Linked DNA regions of Gossypium hirsutum: regions 1, 2 and 3 are each linked to region 4. A link is a contact called in public Hi-C data. All regions are on one chromosome and are shown on one strand. Each heading gives the region's core, a stretch centred on a gene start, on an enhancer-like site or on the middle of the called end of the contact. The rest is flanking DNA. Distances are from core to core; before and after follow the strand shown.

The links. A called contact is a pair of places that touch in the nucleus more often than the background predicts.
Region 1: a Hi-C map of fibers shows a contact between it and region 4, with 1.6 times the contacts expected there. The contact joins the promoter of LOC107912568 here to the promoter of LOC107912578 in region 4. A contact is called at or near these places in 3 of 34 Hi-C or Micro-C datasets (callus, fibers and leaf).
Region 2: a contact with region 4 is called in a Hi-C map of leaf, with 1.8 times the contacts expected there. The contact joins the promoter of LOC107912604 here to the promoter of LOC107912578 in region 4. A contact is called at or near these places in 8 of 34 Hi-C or Micro-C datasets (callus, hypocotyl, leaf and 1 more).
Region 3: a contact with region 4 is called in a Hi-C map of leaf, with 1.7 times the contacts expected there. The contact joins the promoter of LOC107912596 here to the promoter of LOC107912578 in region 4. A contact is called at or near these places in 17 of 34 Hi-C or Micro-C datasets (anther, callus, hypocotyl and 3 more).

Annotation. Positions count from the first base shown.
Region 1 is chrD08:24,109,709-24,114,245 of Gossypium_hirsutum_v2.1, reverse strand. LOC107912568 (heparanase-like protein 3) reads left to right here and starts at 1,494. Exons shown (of 9, transcript XM_016840810.2): 1 at 1,494-1,933; 2 at 2,118-2,154; 3 at 2,231-2,414; 4 at 2,505-2,653; 5 at 2,738-2,968; 6 at 3,056-3,245; 7 at 3,334-3,459; 8 at 3,583-3,682; 9 at 3,764-4,228. The coding sequence starts at 1,706. The coding sequence ends at 4,159.
Region 2 is chrD08:24,496,124-24,500,055 of Gossypium_hirsutum_v2.1, reverse strand. LOC107912604 (protein OS-9 homolog) reads right to left here and starts at 2,464. Exons shown (of 8, transcript XM_016840855.2): 1 at 2,127-2,464; 2 at 976-1,052; 3 at 116-319. The coding sequence starts at 2,211.
Region 3 is chrD08:24,413,607-24,418,140 of Gossypium_hirsutum_v2.1, reverse strand. It overlaps LOC107912596 (leucine-rich repeat-containing G-protein coupled receptor 4), which reads right to left and starts at 2,640. Exons shown (of 16, transcript XM_016840841.2): 1 at 2,483-2,640; 2 at 1,253-1,582; 3 at 1,035-1,163; 4 at 733-940; 5 at 79-225. The coding sequence starts at 1,450.
Region 4 is chrD08:24,280,218-24,284,730 of Gossypium_hirsutum_v2.1, reverse strand. It overlaps LOC107912578 (protein S-acyltransferase 24), which reads right to left and starts at 2,674. Exons shown (of 13, transcript XM_016840823.2): 1 at 1,989-2,674; 2 at 1,566-1,706; 3 at 792-904; 4 at 489-568; 5 at 185-348. The coding sequence starts at 2,288.

The DNA of each region.
Region 1 (4,537 bases), core at 245-2,744, 170 kb after region 4:
AGGATTATATGAAACTATGATTCTACGTCATTTTTATCCATTTCCTATAGGATAATGACAAATCAGATTTTTTTTCCTAATTTTTAGCTTTTTCCTCCTTAAAACATTCAAATCCAACTAAAAATGCTAAAAATCAGGAGGAAAAACCTGATTTGTCATTCTACTATTAAAAAGAGATAAGGATGACGTGGAATCACAGTGTCATACAATCCCTTCTCAGTAGAGCATATATGAACATTCTCTTGAATAAATAATTGATTTAGAAAAAAATTATTAAATTTTTATAAATTAAAAATAAGTAACATAAAAATATTTATAGATGTCATCATATTTGTAAAAGTTTACAAATAGTTTTAATAAATTAAAATTAAAAAAAATGTATACTAGAATTAGAAATAATTTTTTTATCCTGTAGTGAGATGATATGTACTAAATAAATAAAGAATTTAAAAGAGGAAATTGAGATATATTATTTTGTTTAGTTAATTTTTATTTAATACAAAGTAGTGGTGAATATCTCAGTTTTAGTTGGATCACCAAAATATGCCTTCAATCTTGTTATTATTTGAGGAATCCTCGTATGAGTGGTATGCACTTGTTTTATAATCAAAGCTTTGGTCATCCAATCGTAAAACAATGAAGAATATTTAATGATGCTGACGTGGGTTTCTTCCAACTTGTTCATTTACGTTTCTCCCTATTTGCTTCCATTTATTAGTAGCTAAAACAAAAAAACCAACGTCCTAACACATTTGATAATGGAATATCTATATTATTTCAATCATAAATTAATTTCACTTTTTAATACACACTACTCGATGTCCACGTATATATTTTCAATGCTCTATACAGCACTAACCATATATTAAGCAAAAATGAAATTTTGTTACGAGGAATCCCTAACCTATACCATTATCTTTTCATTATATCTAGGTTTAAATTGTGCAGTTAGTCCCTGTTACTTTAAAACGTAAAAAGATTCAGTCTTTTTTTTTAATTTTTTAATTTAAAAACTCTAGTCCAATTATAATCGTCATTGGTAGTTTCTGTCAAAATTTGTCAATGTAACATCTTTATTTTCTGTTAATTATACGAGCACAATCTAATCAAATTTTGAAAAAAAATACTTTTGATTTTAATTATTTGACTGATTTTTTTCTAAAAAAAGGAGGAATTAATTTTTAGCTTAGGGACTAAATCTCAAAATTTGACAAAGTACAGGGAGTAACTACATATTTTAACAAAGCCGAGGGTTTGCGGCTTTGACGTTCTTCATGCTTTCAAGGTTCTTACAAAACAGTGGATCCCACAACCTTTAGATTCAGTTTTGTTTGATAGGTTCAAAAAGCAAAATAAATAAAAAAGAAATCTTTGCTGTTTTCCTTAAGGGAATGCAAAGATGAAAGAGAACAACAGCCCATAATGGTCCCACTTAATGCAACTAATTCTAAACTGCTAACTTAATTAAACGAACATGGAAAGAAGCTTAACTTGATTCTCCCCATTTCCATAAAAACCTTTTATATATATATATAATATCCTCCTCTTTCTGCTTTTATTTTCACTTTTTGTCCCCCTTTTTATTAAAGAAAAAAAGTTCAATCTTTTACTTTTGCCTCCTATGGGAACTTAATATATCTTCAGCTCCATTTCCAGAACATTGAAGATCTAAATATTTTTTCTTCTTCCTGAGTTGAATCCAAAGATGGGTTTTTGTTTCTGGGTTTGTTTTATTAGTTTGTTAAACTTCTACAGCTTGAGTTTTGTAAGTTCACAAGCTGATGCAAGTGCTGAAGGGACTGTTTTCATTGATGGAAAAGCTCCGATTGGTAGAATAGATGATGATTTCATTTGTGCTACTTTGGATTGGTGGCCTCCTGAGAAATGTGATTATGGGACATGCAGTTGGGGCCTTGCTGGGCTTCTCAATCTGGTTTTTCTTCTTCTTTTCTTTGTTGTTTGACAATGATTTTCATAATGAACATAATGGGTCTTTTCACACTTTTGAGGGTATTTCTGTTTCAATCTGGAAAAAGCATATTTTCCCAGTTTAAAAGTGGTTTTGGCTGAGATGTTGTTTCATCTTCCTTTTCTTTTCTTTTTTTTTTCTTTTGCAGGATCTTAATAAAAACTTATTCTTGAATGCCGTTAAAGGTAAGGCAATTCTTTCCCATAAAAATCCATCTCAATTATTCTATTTTATTTATTTACCAGTCCCTATATTTTTCAGCTTTTTCACCATTGAAGATTAGGTTGGGCGGCACATTACAAGACAAAGTCATATATGACACTGATGACAATCAACTACCCTGCACTTCATTTGTCAAAAACACTTCTGAGATGTTTGGTTTTACACAAGGATGTTTGCCAATGAATAGATGGGATGACCTTAATTCCTTCTTTCAAAAAGCAGGGTATAAACACCATTTTCAATTTTCCTTGAGCTTCAACATTATGAATTCTTAATTCCACCATTAATTTAATTCAGCTGTTTGATTATTCAGAGCTAAGGTTATTTTTGGATTAAATGCACTTGCTGGTCGAACTATAGCCTCTGATGGTTCAGCCGTAGGTGCTTGGAACTACACCAATGCCGAATCTTTTATGCAATACACTGTTGACAAGAACTATACCATTCACGGTTGGGAGTTAGGTAAAAGAACTATACATGATATGTCTGAATTCTTGATAATGTATCGACCGAAACACATTATTTTTGTTATCTTTCGCTTGTCAGGAAATGAATTGTGCGGAAGCGGGGTCGGAACTCGGGTCTCTGCAGACCAGTATGCGGCTGACACAGCAGCTCTGCAAAGTATAGTGCAGAAGATATACCAGAATGTTGATTTGAAGCCGTTAATTATCACACCGGGAGGGTTCTATGACTCGGATTGGTTCACGGAATATATTGATAAGACAAACAAGTCCCTCGATGTTGTCACTCACCACATATACAACCTTGGACCAGGTATGGTTCCTATGTGCATAATCCAGTATAGGAGCTTAGGACATGAAAGAAGGTTTGAACTTGACAATCGTGTGTTTCTCTGTGTAGGAGTTGATGACCATCTTGTTGGAAAGATTCTCGATCCATCCGTTCTTGAGGGCGTGTCCGGAACATTCAGTGGCCTTCATAACATCATCAAGAATTCTACAACTTCAGCAGCTGCCTGGGTGGGTGAGGCTGGAGGAGCTTACAACAGTGGCCATAATCTTGTCACAAATGCATTTGTGTTCAGTTTCTGGTAATGTCGCAATACCTTGCTATCCCGAAGCTTAGGCCTTTCTGTCTGATAGATTTCTGATTCATTGTTCCTGGGACATGAATTGCAGGTATTTAGATCAACTCGGCATGGCATCCAAGTATGATACGAAAACGTATTGCAGACAGTCACTGGTTGGTGGAAATTATGGTTTACTAAACACCACCAACTTTGAACCAAATCCAGACTACTACAGGTAATTGCTTTTTCAAATTCTTTCATTACGAGCTTGCAGGATTCGAATTAGACCTATTACTTCAAAATAAGCTTTCATTTATCTAAGCCTAACTTGCATGATACTCTGCTTTCTCCATTGCAGTGCACTTCTTTGGCACCGGCTAATGGGAAGAAATGTTCTTTCGACAAGCTTCACCGGGACAGACAAGATCCGCTCCTACACTCACTGTGCAAAACAATCAGTAAGTTCATCTCATATGCAATTATCAAGCATTGTTAATCTTCCCTTTCTTGGACTTTGACCAAAGTTTCCTATCTTGCAGAAAGGCATCACACTACTTTTGATCAACCTCAACAATAGCACTACCGTCCAGGCAAAACTCGCATTCAATAGTACAATGAGCTTGCGACACAAGCACCGGTCTCAGATTTCAGACCATAAGCATAGAATTCATAAAACGACAATTATCAAGCTGCCTCAAGGCATTGATGGTAAAATAAGAAGAGAGGAATACCATCTAACAGCAAAAGATGGGAATTTACAGAGTCAAAGCATGCTACTTAATGGAAACATTTTAAGTGTAAATTCATCTGGGATCATACCTCATCTGGAGCCTTTACATGTAAAATCAGCAAAGCCAATAATGGTTGCTCCTTTATCCATTATGTTCACTCACATGCCTGATGTTACTGTCCCTGCTTGCAAGGTACAGCCCTAGAGCTACAAGGAACTAAAAATGGTTCCTTTTAGTGATTGATCAAATAAGAAATAGAATATATTACAAACATTTCATTCTTTTTTTTTTCCCCATAGTGAAGAATATAATGTAACACACCTTTTTTGGATATGAATATGTGAAATTTTAGAAAATATTGGACATAAATATGTGATAAACTGATGCATGAGAAACAAAACAACCTTACCATGATGCAGCTAGCAAAAAGAGAGAAATTCTGGGGGTATTAACCTGCAAAAAGTTGTATCCTTTGACAGGCTTGTTCTAACTGTTGCCCTTCTTTGGTATAACAAAAATTTGTGATTTGTCAGAAGAAAAGAAAGCATGCAACATATTTTCAAACAAATAAACCATGACCAA
Region 2 (3,932 bases), core at 1,215-3,714, 220 kb before region 4:
TGAAATAAGCAGCACGCAACTTGCAGGAAGAACAAAGGCTTTTTAATTCTTTGCATTAATCTCTCATGACAGCATCATCAATTCACCAGACAGCGTGTAGGAACCAGGTGCTCACTCTGATAAAGCATCGATCTTTCAGTACTTCCAGCAGTTCATCAGGCGTCTTCAGTTTAACCTGTTTCTCAGATTCCACAATCATGCTACTAACGTTCTGCTGAGTAACTGGCTTTAGAGTCTTGGTTTTCTCCACCTTAGGCAAGAAACATAAAAAATTCTTTCCATCTTTATTAGGCATAAAAACAGACTCCTGATCATCATCCTGCGAAATGTTCCAGGCATTGTAATAGTAGATCACTAAAAATGGAACTTGATAGGTTCACATCAAAGGAAAACCAGCCCACTAAATGTATATGCACATGGAAAATTATGACAAGATTATGATGCCAAGATTTTCATTCGTCTTATTACCATTAATAACCCTCTTTTATAGAAACAGCACCAGGTTGCATGCCAAGATTACGCGGTCTCTCCAATTTCAAAATACAAACTTTCTTAAGCATTTGAACACAGTATGAAACAGTATGCTGAAGTGTGTTGCTAGATAAAAAGTATACTAATTTATTTGAACCCACTAATAAGCTGTAAATAATAAGAGCATGTTATGTAGAAAACTTTAAAATAAAAAAGTCCATGCTTATATTAAGAAGTACACATGTAAATAATTTCAGAAGTTTTACATATTACCATTTATAAATTTTACTTGCTCAAGGAAATATGCAGTGGTGAGAATATAGTTGGTTAAGTCATTAAAGATTATGTTCCCTATGGTCTTTTATTAAAATTGGACCCCTCCACCTATTGCCAGTAGGTTTTAGGTTGGATGTTCAATATGATAAAGCCCAAGTGAACATCCAGATGATGCTTTAAACCAAGGCTTGATGAGCAAAAACTGTTTAAAATTCTAATCTTACTTACGGGATGGTAGGGAGAGTCTTCAGAATGGAACTCAATCTTGTATTTTGGTTCACGGAAGCTTCGGCCAAGTGTGCCAGCTGTTTATCAGTTAAGTATTAGAAAAGCATCAGAAAACAAGAAAAACTTGATCCCAGTAGAACCAATATTCTAAATACTAAAAAAGAAAGAAAGAAGACTATGACATTGCCAATAAATCAGTTGCAATAGTTAGATGGAAACTCTGTATATGATAGAATCACGCACAAAGACGGACTAGGTTGCAACAATTAATAGCTCTTTCTAATGGCACTTGTGGTGAGTGAAGACCATGCATTCTAGTTTTTCTTCTTCTTTATTTCATTCTCCGGTTTCATTTGTTTCTAAAGTTCACCCATCTTTATTTAAGAACCAATAACCATTCAATTGACCCAAAGCCACAAAGGTATAAGAACATAAGCAACTTGTGGTTCTGTAGGTCAGCTATGATCCATAATATCCAAATTTATCAAACAATCAGCACCTAGCATAAATTTGCTTTCATGAATAAATGCTCACTTTCAAAAGTAGTTGGCATTCACAAGTAAAAAAACTAAATTCAACTGCAAATTCTTTCTAGTTGTGAAAAAGAAAAAAACACTACTGATGCCGAGACCACTTTACTCAGATCATAAAAATATTCATCATATTGTCTTGCAAGAAGCCCTAGAAGTAAAGTAGGCATCAATCCTAGGCTACCGAAGAACCACTAGTATCTCCCATTTGATCACAATACTTAATTGAATCAAATTCCAAAACCACAAAACCCCCTTCTCTAACCAACAAGGGATGTAGCTGTAATGAAGCTCCTTCCTGCCTTTGGTGCTAATTTCACTACTCAAGCACTACTAATGACTTAGTCATCAATTTCTTTACGGACAAATCGTTTTCCAATTGTGAATAAAAGAGGAACCTATGAACAACCATATACTACTAATTAACAATAAACAAGTAGCATGTCTTACAAATAATATAGGAAACATTCATTCATCTAAAACAATAAAATCACTGGGAATCGATATTTTAAGTCCATCTCATGAGCTCAACTCAAAGAAAACCCACAATTTAAAACCACACATACAAAATTAAGATTAATTAACACAAAAGGGGAAAAAAACTATGAAATATCGGCTTACCTACATGAGAAGGGAAAATCTGATCGGCTAAGACATTGCTGCACACGATACATAAAACTGCTACCAAACTAACAAATAATCTCATATTGCCTTGTCCTATTTTTTTGCTTTTCTCTTTTAAAAAAAAAACAAAAATATTGAATAATAATTTGTTTTGTGCCTGCTAAGAATAGGTAAAAGGAAAAGGATGTATCCAGTGCTGTTGAAGATGACTCAAGTCTACGCAGGTTGACCAATGTGATGTAGCCACGTCATGCAAAGCTGTGACACTGGCGGAGATGGGCTTCGTTTTTGTTTGTGTTTAAAAGCGTAAGCCTTCAACATGTTTATGGACCTAAGCCCCGAAATTATCCCATCTTCTAATACAAGGTGAAGTGTTTTAAGGGATAATATAATCTTTAGTCCTTTAACTTGGTAATTTTTTTAACTTTAATCTCTAAACTTTTTTGGTTCACATTAATCTTGAAACTTATCAGTTTTTTTCAATTTGGTTCCTAAATTTGGATTCCATTAATGCATGATGACATGACACTCTAAAATTATGTCACGTCATCACTTGAATTTTTATAATTTAAAAAAATTAATAATTTTATTGTAAATTATATATATTTGATTTTCAAGTGATGACATGGCACAATATAGAGTGTTATACCTTAATGCAAACCAAATTCGAGAAAGTTTCTAAATTTGGGTAGGGTTGTAAATGAACTGAGCTTAAACGAACAAACCTTTGTTTATGTTCATTTGTTTATTTAAAATTATGTGTGCTCATGTTCATTTGTTTAATGTTCACAAACATGTTCATTTAACTTAATCGAACATGTTCACGAACATTAAACGAACATCTTTATGAACATATAATTGAACATGTTTATGAACAATGTTAATGAATAATAAATAAACAAACAAACGATAAATAAACACATACACATATATTATTTAGATATAAAATAGTCAAATATTAATATTAATAATTATATTATAAATGAAAAAAATACAAACCAAGATAATTTTATTAATATATACTAATAGAACAATAAACGAGTTTTAAATTATTTATTAAACGAACTTTAAATGAGTTGGTTCATAAACATAAATGAACTAAATAAGCTTTGTTTGTATTCGGTTCGTTTAATAAACGAGCCTCAAAATCTTATTCATGTTCGTTTATTTATTAGCTTAATAAACGAACAAAAATCGAACTGTTCATCAAACACTCTGTTCATTTACAACCCTAATTCTGAGACTAATGCGGAGAAAATGTTTTTTAGACCAAGTTGGGAAAATTTCCCAAGCTTAGAGACTAAGGCTTTGCTTAGTAGAGTGGAAAGCTAATTGGAAAGATGAAAAATTAAAGAGGTAAAAAAATAGAAAATATAAATTTTCTTTTCGTAAATGTACTTGGTAGGAAAGATTAGACTTGTTCATGGGCCGAGTTAATAGACTAGGGGCAACAACCTAAATGAAAATGTATAAAGTGTACCATATGATTAATAAAGTATACGGATCCTTGTAAATAAATAATTTGAATTGTTAATTGTTCGTTTAAATAGATGTATGCTTGAAAGAATTGGTCTTGGGTGATTGATTCAAGAAAGACCTTAGGCATTATTTGAACTAGGCTAGAGCCTAAAAGCTTACCTTTTGCTATGTACCTCTAGTTCCCATATTTTGAGCCTCAAGTACCCTTTCTTTGTAACCTTAATATCAAAGCCTTGAACCTAAACGAGTCTAGCACTCAATCCTTCTTAGTCTCATTCTTTAAAATGCACTATGTAATGGACGTCGGGCCATGGACATTGAGGG
Region 3 (4,534 bases), core at 1,391-3,890, 130 kb before region 4:
TGCACACTTTTGGAGGTGCAAACAATTCAGTAGAACACAAGCATTCTAAGGTCTCACAAGGATTCATTCAAAACAAACCTTTAATATGTACAAATCCACCATGAATCCCTGTGCACCTCTCCAGGTCCAACTTTTCCAAGTTTATTAAGCTGGAAAAGGCACACATTCCTTCAGCTGTAATTGCAGCACTCTTTTTAAAACTCAAGGATGTCAAGTTCGTTAGACCTAAAAGTTCAAGGAACATAATGCCCGTGATCAGCACAAAAATAATGTCAAACAGCATGCCAATCCAAAGAACTATTGCATAGATATCCTAACCACAGAACGACACTATTATGCAAAATTTGATTGTACTATTAATAAAATAGATTATATGGGAATAACATTTCTCTAACCACGATCACTTAAGAGTTTTATGGGATTTCTTTAATTTTTACAACACATTTAATAGATACTTCATACTTAACGGTTTCCAAACATGTTATATTGGAAGCATGCCATCTTTATTTTAGGTTTTTTTTGTTCCCCTATGAAATATGAATTTAAATAAGAAACAGCACAAAATAGCAAAAAAAAACCTTGAAATAGAATCTGCCCCAACTTTTCAGTATCATTGGTCCACTACAGAAAATAAATAAAAGGAAAAACATATTTTATCTTTACTTACAGAAGACTTGTAATTCTATACAAGTATCTTGTCAAGCTAGAATCTAGAAAGAAATAGAACATTACCACTAATATGCTTCAGTCCAATTTCTGAAATATTTTCACAGTGGTTAAAAGTTAAGGCTTGGAGACTCGAGCACTCTTTTAGGAGACCCAAGCCAATATCTGTCACATCAGAACCAGAAAGATCGACAGAAAGTAAAGATGTCCCTTGTGTAGAGATGACATCCATCCAACTATCCTGCACTCCGGGATATTCACCCAACCAAACATCCTGTCAACACGATGAAAATCAGGTAAATTTCATTCTCTGTGAAGACATAAAAAAATAAAGGTGCTCCATTTTTAACCATTTAGGGAAAACTCACCTCTAGAGCACAATCACGAAACTTTTGAAGAAAAACATCAGTAAGAAGATGAGATAAAACCAACTTGTTGAAAATTTGTTGACTTATATCCTTTGGCAGCATTGTGAATGAACTATACTGGTTGATGTCCTGTGACAGGAAAAGAATATAATTTCAAGAAAAAAAGAAAAAAAAATTCCCCTTAAGGACATGCCAAATACCAATGTGATAAGATATACTTCGCATATTTTATCGATGCATAATTCCATGAGAGACGGGCAAATGGCCAATCCAGGCTGGTGAACCACCATGGGCCGAGAAAAGGAGGTTAGAAGCCACTTTGAACTACCACTTTTTCCGTACCTTCCAGACACTCCTCTTCTCATTCCATCTTCAACGACCTGTTGGTCTCTTTTCCTTGAACACACTCCCCCCATTTGACTAATAGCCTAATAAATTATCAATAAATATCATGAAGCAAGAAGAAAAACCAATTTACTCCCCATTTTAGAACCATCAAACATGGGCTGAACTCTGAAGTCTAAAAGCTGCTTCACCTTACAACACAACTGAACAGAAGCAACAGCATCAGAGAGTCAGCTCTTTAAAGTGTACTATGAATGCAAAATCAAAAGACCAACAAAACCATTATCTCGCATAAGTGACATAGGACTTATGTATAAATCAAAGCTAGCAGTATTCATCCCGAGCATTGTGAATGCAAAATTCTCGTTGGTAAACAGAAACGGTCATAGATTCATAAAAAAAGAAAAAATAAATCAAAATCAGAGCCAACGAAAGCAACAGTTACAAAGAAGCTCCTGAAATCAAACTTTGAATAGTTTAAGGGATATCTCGTCGTGAGCATTGATTAACAATAAATACAGTAATTAAAGGGGAAAAAACAAGCTTAAGAAACAGAACGTTTAAGTGTTTAAATAACAAATTAAGCTGCATCTAATTCTTAACTTGCATCCCGAAAAAGCCAACATACATAAATTACAAACCCCGAGAATAAGTATTCAAAACCCCATTTAAAGGACAACGCATAACCTCCCTCGTTAAACCATAAAATAAAATTAATAAATGCAACTAAACATTTAAAAAAATAAAAAGATCATATGAAACGATGATCAGGAAGTGTTTTTACTTTTTACACCACATTCACCTGTCTACTCTATCATCAACAAAAGTTTTTCTTTTTACAAAAAAAAGAAGAGAAAAGATTATCAATGTAACACGTCAAAAGAAAAAAAAACTTCCTCATAAAAATTCACAATTTAAGGAGCGAAGAGCTAAGGATAGTTGATTTCTGGTGCTTTGGCAAAATAAAATAAAAGAACTTTAACTTTTTTTTCCTCTTGAGGAATCAAAAAAAGAAAGGACGGAAAAAAGATCCTAAGAAATAAAGACCACAGTATCGAATAACGATCATTATCACAAAAAAAAAAAAGAGAGAAAAAGGAGACCTTAGAAAGAGAGATATAATCATCAGATCATAATCAGAGCGGAAAAAGGCAAAACACTTGCAGAGAAATAGAAATGGAAGAAGAAGAAGGAGGAGGAAGTGAAACTGAAAGAGCAAGAAAGCAGGGGAAACAAGTAGAAGAAGTGAGGGGGAGTGTGGAGACTTTGAAGCCGCCTGATGAGTGCCACGTGGAGAAACTTTGATGGAAAAGGACAGGTGGTGGTGTATGAGATAAGAGCGATAGGGAAATGTGGGTCCCACATAGTCCCTGTTCTTTCTGCTGGACCGTTTCGGCTCGCGGGCCGGCGAGAAGGGGAAACAAAAAAAAAAAAGAAGTTTATCCAATTTTATTTTCATATTCTCCTTCTACAAGCTACTTAGTCAATACCCATCATTCACGTAGCCGCCATGCTTGTCTTCTTCTTCTTTTATTTTTTATTTTTATTTTGCTTGTTGAATTTAGATGGATAATAATAATAATTTATTTAAAATCTTTACCTTATTATTTTGCATTTTATTTGATCACGCTCGTGACATCATTTACATAATTGTTTCCTTAGTACTCCTAAATAGTGATATTTTTTATTTGCTTTGTGACTTTTAAATGTCTTTTGAAAATTTTAAATTAATGTTTATGGAATTGAAAATAATTTTCAGTATCGATTCAATTGGTTTAGATGATTAAAAATAAATAAATTATTAAAAATTATAAAAATTGATTTAGTTGTCAATTATTTAGTTAGCGAGATAATTTATTTTTCTCATCAATTCAATATCTCAATTGATTCTCGATCCCATAGATCAATCCGATTCAAACAGCATTTATCAAAGTACACTTTTAAACTATTTATACTGGCTCACGTATTAGGTTATATCCGATACTAAAAGATTATCCCCCTTCAAAAAAAATTCACAAGGCCTAGAACATTTAATTAATCTAGTTATTAATAACAAAGATTCAACAAGCTAGCTAGAAAGGATCATGAGCAATCAAGGTTGCAAGACTAGCAAGCTCATCATTAAACACATTAAGAAGATCAACACACTAACGTGACTATACCGATAATCAACAACCATGCAACGAGTAACCCAAACTTTTGGTATAAATTACCTAAGTTACAACTATCATTCTATTTATTTATATTATATTTCTTGGAATTATTGGTAAAAAGTCCTTAATGAAAAATAAAAAAATTATGAAGCCCTTAACAAAAATTATCACCCAATTGAGCCTTTAAAGGATGAAAACTAATCAATCAAACTCCTCTGTTAATATTGACCATTTTTGACCATTAAGATTCGCTGATGTGTTTGATAGACCAATCGAAAGACACGTAGCAGTCACGTGTTGCCATCCAAATGAATCTGGACAATCATTTGTCCAAGTTCATCATAGATTTTTTTAAATATTTATTTTTTTAAAAATATTTGTTGATGTGACAAAATGTCATGTCAGCATGATGTACATGTGGCCACTATGTGTCACATTTCGATTGGTTTGTCAACCACGCCAGCGAGATTTAACGGTCAAACCTAGTTAACATTAACGAAAGGGCTTGATTGATTAATATTTCATCCTTTAAGGGCCCAATTGAGTGCTAAATTTTGTTGAGGGCTTAATTGATTTTCTGATTTTCCACTAAGGGCATCATTTACCAATAAGCCTATTTCTTTTTACCTCCTTAAACCATATTGTTTTCCTATTTCATTACAATTCACCCTAAAGTAGAGATATAAATAAGACATTAGTGTTTACAATTTATTTGAGTTTGACTCAAAAAATTTGAACTCGATTCGATAATTATCAAGTCAAGCTCAAGCTTGAGTAATTCGAGCCAAATTCGAGCTTAGTGATAGAACCTGATCGAGCTTTTCATTTTTAATATATATTTTAAATATTTTTATAAATGATGATTGGAAATTCGTAAGGTAAGCGTACATGTCGATCAAGTAACAAAGTGATATCGTTCCCAAAATGACCAAATTCTAGGTTGCTAAGTACCAACAATTCAGTTTTTATCTAATCCATGTCAATAAAATAAATTCTAATTAC
Region 4 (4,513 bases), core at 1,425-3,924:
GTTAACAATCTTAACGTAGGGCAGAAGAGGAATCAAGAAACATCTTTCATTTAGCCCAAGGCATTCAGTTATAATTAGCAACAAAGGGCTTGAATTGCGTAAGATTAAAGACAAAAACAAATATATATATTAAACTGTTACCATAAGAACAATCATTAACCAAGCTAGATGCTATGGAACCTACAAGGAAAAAAGCAACTTGTCTGTGATTTTTTTCAGAAGCAAGCTGTGCAGGTGTAAGGCCAGAATTATCAGTGATCATCAAGTCCTCCTTCTTGCCAGCTTGTACTAAGACAGTGCAAGCTTCTAGATTACCCTTAATAGCTGCCCAATGGAGAGGAGTGCAACCTGATTAAAAGATGAAGCATGGTTAGTCAAGCAAAATTATGCATGCAATTAAATATTTCACAGGTACATATTGTCTATACTAGATTAACAGATGAAATTACATAGAAATGGCACTTTAAATCTAAGAATAAGAAAATTACCCTCTTTGTCCTGACGCCCTCTATCAGCATCGAGAAATAAAAGAAGACGTATGCAATCGGCAAAACCTTTATAAGCGGCCCTAGTATTATACATATTGCAAGGAAGTTAGAATAAATATAACAGATCTGATTCTTGTAAACTGCATTTGCAATCAAGCAATTTGTACGAAAGAAATGAACAAAATAGTTACAATATTTAAGCAGTGCAAAGAAATAAATATAACAGATCTGACTTCACATTATGCAGACATATCTTGGACCATCCAAGTGAATAAAGAGTAAGGTAAATGAACTTCCTCTTACCAGTGCAAAGGACTACTCCCACTATAATCTGGAATATCAGGGTCAGCATTCCATTTTGAAACAATATGATACAGGAAAGCAGTCTGACCATACTGGGTGGCAACATGTGTTACCTGCATCAAATTACATTAAATAAACGTGCATCCATCTGGAGGTTGGAGTGAGAGCAATAAGTACATGTATTACATTATCATCCCACAAACAAATTGTAAACAGAAAAAATGAAAGCATAAGTTTGTGCATCAACTTAAGAAGCATAAGCCCACACTTGCATTATAAACTTCAAGACCAAGAAAAAAAAACACAACCACGAGAAAAGGGAAAAGAAAGTGTATCACCAACAGCAGTGAAGAACAGCTGCATAAATTAGAATATGATAGAGACGATACTAAAAGGAGAAAAATTAGAGAGGAAATATAAGGGGGATTTAATAGGTTAGCAAGCCAGAGTAAACAAGAATGCATAGCACTTCAACATTTTTTGAGGTCCTAAACTAGGAGAGAAAGGGAACAAATATCATCTGCAGCAACAGTCTTGACTAAAATGCATAGCAAAAATATATCTTCTTTAAGCCTCAAAAGATCAATATGATTTAATGAAAACCATATACTGCTGAGTTCTACTGCTCCTAAAACATATATAAATGATGCTTATGCTGGTATAAAACCAACTTCAAGCAGAGAAGAATGTCTAAACAGCCAGCACTGTTTAGACATTTATTTACATCACTGATCACATTCCCAAATCCATTTGACAAGAACCATATAATTTCACCTGGTAGCCATAGATGTCAGCAGCATGCACCCGAGCACCCTCTTGGAGTAAAATATCAGCAACTTGTATCGCACCTCGGACTGCACTCCAATGCAAGGCTGTCTGCCCATTGTGATCTGCTGCATGTATATCTCCACCATGCTAGCAAATAAAGAAAACCCAAAAACCAGTCACTTCAACCGAATTTAATCTAATGAAAACTTCAATACCAACATGACACAGCTCAAAAGCATGGATTCCCAAAAACCATTTCAGTAAACCCATTAAAAGCCTGATCAAGCAAACTTTTTAAAGATAAGGAATCCATAAACCAGATACCCAATAAACCCAGTTGAATAATAAATACAATCAACTCCAAACTCTGACAATAAAAGGCAATTCAGAAAATCCATCAAAACAACCATAAAAAGAAGGATAAAAGACCTCGATGATGTACTGAGCAGCAGCTGTTCTATTATTCAAAGCAGCCCATTGGAGGGCATAGTAACCAAGGCCATCAGGCTCGGAAAGAGAGCGACCCTCGTACTCAACCAACCTTTGGAGCTTCTCCAAATCCCCATAAGCAGCAACCGTGTAGACATCATTCCTCAAGCTCTCATCATCAACGAAACCACCAACAACCCCATTGTTCCCTCCCCCATAATATCCATTTCCATTCGCCACAACGCCATCCGATTGCTTCAAGGGTTGAACGTCTTCAACAACCTCGATCTCCGACGACATCTCTCCAAAAAAACCCAACAACCAAAACAGTCCTAAGAAGGAAAAATCGAAATCTCCTTTCCAATTATCTCCGGTTGACTTTGTTTCTGAATAATTTTTTTTAGTTTTCTCTTAAATTGGAAAAAAAAATGAAAAATGGTGGGGCCGGTTAGGGTTTTTCGAGGAAAGAAGGAGAAGGGGAAGGGGGGGAGGAATGTGGTTGCGCTTTGGCGTCCTTTCCGTTTTGACTAAAGAGGCCGAAACCAATCGAAAGCCAAAGCGATTATCCGTAGGAATGAAAGTCAATTTCAGAGACAAGGGAAGGAAGATCCATTGCCGATTGTTTCTCTCTTTTCTTTCTAATGTTTGCTCATTGACCCCGTCAACTTTACCTATTTACATCATTCAACATGTTCCTTTCCTTTTGTCAACTTGTATTTATTTCTTATTTTACTCATTTTTCATCAACGCAACTTTGTATTTCTTATTTATATTTATACTCCTTAGTGTTATATTTTTTAAAAACCTTTATTTTCATTAAAATATTAAAAAGTTATTTTCTTGAAAAATAATTTTACAGAAAAACCCACCATCCAAATCATCTAGGAGACAGGCTTTGGAAAGTTTTATTACAAGAAGGGATTTATTATAAATAAATAAAACCTTCTACGACGTCAATAACAAAATTCATCTCATAATATTTTAGTTATTCAACTTTTTTAAATCAAAATTTTTTTCAGAAGTGGGTCAATTTTGGTATTATCTGCGAGTCACACCTTCTATTTTAATTTTTCTTAATCTCAGTCCACATTATCATAATTTTTCTCCACACTTTCGTGGATTTTTATTTTGTCCATTCAACCCTTTTCTGAAAGCAGTTTTAGTTTTAGTTTTAGTTTTAGTTTTTAGTTTTCAATCTCTAGTTATTTCTAGTGTATATATGAGATTTGACAAGGTAAGGGTACCACCCAATAGATCTATGGGAAACTATTCTCAAACAGCCTTATCATGATAGAGTATAGTGATAGTGTTTGTAAAATTAGAATCCGAGATGATGATGAAGAGGATAGACTATCTCAGACTTGGCCTTTTGTGCATCACTGATGCGGTGGGTCCCTTGGGACTCTTAGCAGTAGTTTCTTGGTTGATCCGAGTTCACTGTTAGGTTGGTTTGACCTTCACAAAATTTGCCTACTATGTTCATCCAACCTTGACAAGAATTGCCTACTATGTTTGTTTCTTGTTTGTACAAATTTGAAGATGTTTTCCAAATGAGATGCCTACAAGTTTACTAATTTTTTGAGGCATTGAGTATTAAACCAACTTTTTGTTGAGTTTCATAATTTTTAATCGACTAGCTTATTAGAGTAATCATAAATATATAAAGGAGTTGCAAATGTAAGCGCAAGAACTATAGAAAAAGGGACATATTCAAGAATCCCTTAGTCCTTACATGGTTTCGATAATTTTAGTGCCTAAAGTTGGTAGTTTTAGAATGTATGTTGATTGTAGAGCTATTAATAGTCTTACCATTAAATATAAGCATCCAATTCCTAGACTTGACGATATGCTTGATGAATCACATGGTGCATCCATATTAATTAAAATTTATCTCAAAAGGAGTTATCATCAAATTCTAATGAAAGGTGATGATAAATAGAACAAGGACTTTAAAACCAAATATAGACTTCATGAGTGGTTGGTAATGCCTTTTGGTTTAACTGATGCACCTAGTGTTTTCATGAAAGTGATGAATCACATTTTGAGACAATATTTAGGTAAATTTGTTGTTGTTTACTTTCATGAAATTTTAATCTATAGTTGCATAATTGATGACCATGTTAAGAATGTTAGATTAGTTTTGAATTTTTTTTTGTTAGGAACATTTTTTATTCTTACATTGAGAAGCATATTCATAGACAAGTTGATCATTCTAGGATTTATAGTTAGTGCAAAAAGGATTGAATTTGATAAAGAAAAGGTGAGAATCATTTAAGAGTGGTCTACTCCTAAATCAAATTTTGATTATAGACTTGCTAGTTTGTATAAACATTTTGTGAAATATTTCTCCACACTCGTTGCCCTACTAATCAAAATCATCAAAAAGAATATGGGATTTAAGTAGGACAACAAGCAAGAGAAGGCCTTTCAAAATTTGAAAGATAAGTATTGTGGTGCACCTATTCTTAAACTTCCAGATTTTAATAACACTTTTAAGGTAAAATGCAATGCTTTAATGTTGGTGT